Regions from separate parts of the Oryza sativa genome. Here region 1 is linked to region 2. The links are chromatin contacts, called in public HiCAR-type maps. All regions are on one chromosome and are shown on one strand. The core of a region is the stretch at or near the end of the contact, and the rest is flanking DNA. Distances in the headings are between cores, read along the strand shown. Region 1 holds the start of LOC4336766 (mitochondrial import inner membrane translocase subunit Tim13-like). Region 2 holds the start of LOC136356355.

Region 1 (2,700 bases), core at 17-2,516, 500 kb before region 2:
CGCGCTCGCGGGCCGCAGTTGCAGCAGGCAGGGCGCAGGTGGGGGACCCGAGGTAGCTTAGCTGCTAGTAGGACGACGTACGCCCCGCGCGCCCGCAGGCTTTTGCATGTCGCGCGCTGGCTTGGCTCGCTAGCTTGGAAAGCGCTGGCCGGCAGAGCTCAGCTCGCTACCAGCCACGCCGCTGCAGCCACGCCACCACACCCCCCTCCTCTTGATGCCCTCGATCTCCCCTCCTGTTTACCGTTTTCTCCGCCGCGTACTTTGTTACTACCGCGCACCCCCCCTGCACCTGCACAGCTAGCTGCACTGCGCCCCCACTGCCCCTGTCTGTCTCTCACACTGCTCACAGGGGGAGCAGCTTCACGGGCAGGTGAAACAAGCCTTGCACATATACAGCGCACAGCTATTAATTAATCAGTTAACTCTCTGCTGATTTGCTAATAACTGAAGTAAAGCTTCATTTAATCGTGTATATAGCTGTACTGAAGACGACGCCTGAGCTAATGTGATTGCAACGTGAGACACGGACGGATGCGAGTGTGTACTGTCCGTGCTTGGTGTGCATCGTCAGAGAGAGAGGATGCAAATGCAAATGCCCCTGATGGCGACGTAACGTGGATGCAAGTGCAGCTTCGCGACGACCTGTGCGTACTGCAGTGCGGCGTCACCTATCTCGTGGGCGCTTTCTTAGATTAGTATCCGTTACTGGTTCCTGAAGTAGACCATGCGGGGTAAAGCGGCGACAGCGTTCGCTGTCGAGCAAGCTAAGACCCAAGGGTTCTTGACACTTGAGGTAACAAATGGAGAGAAAAAAGAAAGTGTGTGTGTAGCTCGGGTCGCCAAAAAGCAAAGCCACATTCGATGCTCCCACATCGACGGTTTCGGTAATGTCCAACAACTACGGGTTCGGAATGCGTTCTGTCGCCGCGTTATCGATGATGATTGATGGATTGATTTTGAGAACTCGAAGGATCACCGAACCTAGTATTTCTAGTGTAGTACTTGTTGCCCATAAAAGAAGAGACGGACTCGACGGGGCCCTGTACGCAACTAGGCCGAGGTGGCTACCGGCCTACAGCCTGATCTGACTATATATGGGCCTCGGTGCCACAACATTATGGCCCATAAGGCCCAACAATGAAACTATTTGGGCCTTTTTGGGCCTAGGGTTATGGCCCACGCCACAAGCCCACAAGACGCCGTGGCCACTAGCCACCGCCCACCGCGCCGTCGTATAACTCTCTCCATGTCTTGCTGAGGAAGAAGAAGCCGACCAGCGCGCAGCTTTGCCGCGGAAGAGTTGGAGGGAGCCGCCGCTCGCCGGAGATCATGGACTCGTTCTCGTCGCCGTCGTCGGCGGGGTCGACTGCGTCCACGGAGCATCTCATGGAACAGATCAAGGCCCAGCTCGCGCAGGCCTACGCGCAGGAGTTCCTCGAGGTGAGATTACTGGAGCCTTCCTCGGATCGACGGTATTATCAGTTTGTGGGTGTGCGCATCTGTAGAGGATTCTCTTCTGTGCTGGATTTCAAATTGGAGCTCTTAAGGTGAAACCAATTGATTTATCCTTTTAGCTTGGCACCGGTTTGAATCCCCAAATCTCGCGTCTAATTAGGGGCGATGCTATGTTTTTTTTTTTTTGAAAGGAGGGCAAAAGCTTTGCCTCGTATATTGATAGAGATGGAGAAAATACAGAGCGATAGAATTATGTACAGGGCTAGTCTAAAAAAGAACTAAGCCCGCAAAAGGTGATGGTTAAGTGGTATCTCCCAAGATTCCGAACTCTTGAAGCTTAGAGGCTCCTGCTTTGACCCATGCCCGACCTTCCTCTTTTATCTTGGCGAGGATGGATGCCGGTGGCGATGCAGTGTTTCGAAAAATTCTTGCATTTCGCTCACACCATATTTCCCAGGAGACCAAGATCACCAGAGTACGCAGGGGAATGCGGGGGTTGTTGGGAGAATCTACCACAAGGTTCCACCATTGTTCTACCGAGTCGCAATCGCTCCATTTGATCATTTGGAGGTCGGTTTGAGTCTAGGGGCGATGCTATGAGAGCTCTAGTTTGATTGAATATGCTTGCCAAATCAGTACCATGCGAATATGTTGTTTTGGCTAGTGTTGCGTAAAATCTGTATGATTAAGCCTCAATTGGAACAAAAAAAAAACGTGCCACAATGCCACTGTTTTGCGGTAGGTTTGGACTTTGGAGAAGATCAAGCACAGCTGACTGTGTTTGCTTAAGTTAATTTAGCTTGTGGTCTTGAAACCTTTTGGTTTGCAGCTCTGTGCATTGTTTATCCGTTGTTCACGATCAGGTTTCTACAGAGCTTTGTTGCCGTTGTTCACAATGGTCAATTTGCCATTAACTTCTCTTCAACGCAAATTCTTAATTGATATAGTTTCCTTAATTTACCTTACCTCAATCATAACCATGCTTAGTTCTTCAGGAACATCAGGGTGCATTGGCCCTGTTTTGATTATGTAGGAAAGTAGATCCCACCCTTCTTATCTTCTTCTTAAAGTTATACACTTATACTGTGTACTTCTGTAGGTTCAACTATGCTCCTTAAGAGCGCTACCAGACTGTTACTTCTATCATTTCACACTTCAAACTGAACATCATGGCTTGTTATCTCTGTAAAGGCGAAAATATCATCTGCAAAGTGATCAAATATAGCATTTGTTTCCTAGTAAATC
Region 2 (2,700 bases), core at 79-2,578:
TCTGGATGCACTTAAATTCTGCATGCTCTTTCCTTATCAGTTCACCTTTCTCAGTTTCTCTTGATGATCATTCTCCAAACTATTTGTACAAACTAGTTAATCATCTCTCCTATATATTGATTCTTCTTTGTTGCAACTTAAGCACGCAACGAATAAGATACCACCATATATACCACATCAACAAAGTCAAAACAGCAAAATGAAAGGCGAAGCAAGAGCCGGCTTATTCAACTATACTTTTCTTGTGTTCACTCTCTCCGTTTCGAAATGTTTAACACCGTTGACTTTTTAGCACATGTTTGACCTTTCGTCTTATTTAAAAACTTTTGTGAAATATGTAAAATTATATGCCTACATAAAAATATATTTAACAATGAATTAAATGATAAGAAAAGAATTAATAATTACTTAAATTTTTTGAATAAGACGAATGGTCAAACATATGCTAAAAAGTCAACGGCGTCAAACATTTCGAAACGGAGGAAGTATTATATACAGGTGGACAACTTACACTTTCTTGTCCTCTCAAGAATTCAAGAAAGAAAGACAGAAAAAAAAAGGAGAAGAAATGAAAAGACGGAAAACTCGGAGTTCTTGCTCACCCCGTGCACTTCCATGCACGAAGCTAAATGCTGTTCTTGGTAGGGCGGAGCGCGATGACGAGGCCCGGGAAGACGTCGTCGGGGTCGTGTATGTGCGGGTTCCTCTCCACGATGAAGGGGTCCCCGCACTTGTCGCTGATGGTGTGCAGCGTCTCGCCTTCCCCGACGACGTACACCTCCTCGCACGGCCGCGCCGCCGCGCCCCCCAGCCGCGGGCCGTGGACCTCCACGGCCTCCGCGCGGAGCGCGCACAGCAGCACGAGCGCGACGAGCGCCACCGCGAAGCACCACGACGCCGCGTCCGCGGCCGACGCGGCCGCCGCGCACAGCTCCGCGCGCCGGAGGCTCGTCCTCGTCGTCGCCGTCGCTGCCGCGGAGGCCATGCACGGATGCGCGCGCGTGACGTGCACTCTCTGGGTTAACTTGCGTTCGCAGCGGAAGTTGCTTGGTTTAAGGGAGGGATTTTATAGAAAGAAAAAAAAGAGTGGAACTGCACGGGCGTGGAGGGGTTCGGCTTGGCGGACTTTTGTGGCGGTTTTGGTTAAACGTGGGAGCCCACACGGAAGGATCGTGGATTTAATGGCGGTTAGGTTCTTAAGTACGGCATGCCAATGGTGACGGAGACCAATTTTTAGTCCTGACCGACTGACCAATTTTCTAGTACGGAACATGTAACTTTCTGCTAATAACCAAACACTTTCCGGTCAATATATGCCACTGTTAACATCGAAAGACATTTCATCAAGGGTGAGTGTCTCGAGAGTTATGGTCTACTAGTAAATGAAGAAGCAGAACATTATTAGATGTCACTAAGCAAAGCACTGATCAAGAATGGTAGTTAAGTACTAGCGATCTGTGCAGTGGAAAAGAATTGCAGGACTCAGATTCTAGGTATTGCTATGATCAGGAGCACTATGAAAGACAATAATTAGCAGATTTATTTTCTTTGCTTCACTCCAAAGTATGACTGAATACCACAACATTTGTACGCCGTGGTACTTAGATTTGTAGCAGGAGCAGGGGACCGAACCCACCACCGTACCATCTGGTAGGTTCTTAGTACTTCTTAACCCTCTCCCGTGTGGCAGTTGCATGTACACGGTACCAAGTGTCCGTCTTAGTGTAATCTTGTTTCTGTTTTCCATGGCGAATTGGCGATAATCTGGTCTCAGCCCATCAAACCAACAAAGCATAACAAGAAAACACCCGTCGACCAAACCGTCTCCGACGTGTCCACGTTTGGGCCACAGCAACTGTTCACCTAAGCGATGCCGCCTAATTCTAAAGCTTTCTCTGTGATAGTTTCCAATTGTTTTCATCCCCGGCACCGGAAGCGTCCATGTATGTGTCACTTCAGCAGTTGGTGACCCGATCGCTAAGAAGGTATGGCAGAGTATGTGATATGCAGGACAGTGACTAGGGTGGAAACGGGCATGGTTGCCTTGCTCTTTCTTTCCCGGCGTTTGTTTTCACGTGGCCGCCGGTCAGCGGAGGATTCCCTGAGAGGGATGTGTGCGGTGAAGTGATTCCCAACAAATCTCTTGCTACTTACACCGTTACACGTACGCTCCAGATAGGCACCCACATCAAGTGGCAGGCGGCTAGCTAGGAGTAGATGAGTGTATCCCAGTTCATTTCTATTTATCTCCATACCTAAGTTTGAACAAACTGCAACCTTCTTGTTCAGATGATCAGATGTACAGGTTCCAGTCTGCTGACCTAATTTCTCAAAAAGAAAAAAATTAAAGCCATAGTGCTCCGTATTGTTTCTCATCATTTCTGCGTTGAAACATGTGAGGATGACAGTTCATTGTTTGCTCATTATATGAATCGATAGATAGGAGTGCACAACGAAAAAGTATGATCGGTTGCAACAGACCTTGAATTGGCCGCAAGGTCATGGCTTGATAATCATACATTTGTTGTTGGTTCAAATGCTTGTTTTTCCTCTAAAAAAAAGCTTGTTTTTCCTCCAGCTAAACCAGGCTTACATTCTTACCGAACAAACCTTCCAAGGGGACCCTGTGATTTTAAAATGGAGGAAGAGGTCAGAAAGGCCGTTTTCCTGAACTTGAGCTAATGTATGTTTTGTTCCGAC

What was found. HiCAR-type assays count read pairs that join an accessible place to other places.
Region 1: a HiCAR-type map of leaf shows a contact between it and region 2, with 4 times the contacts expected there. The contact joins the promoter of LOC4336766 here to the promoter of LOC136356355 in region 2.

The regions. Positions count from the first base shown.
Region 1 is chr4:29,859,165-29,861,864 of ASM3414082v1, reverse strand. It overlaps LOC4336766 (mitochondrial import inner membrane translocase subunit Tim13-like), which reads left to right and starts at 1,266. Exons shown (of 2, transcript XM_015778739.3): 1 at 1,266-1,440. The coding sequence starts at 1,330.
Region 2 is chr4:29,358,634-29,361,333 of ASM3414082v1, reverse strand. LOC136356355 reads right to left here and starts at 1,328. Exons shown (of 1, transcript XM_066310119.1): 1 at 444-1,328. The coding sequence starts at 985. The coding sequence ends at 626. It also overlaps the pseudogene LOC9272717.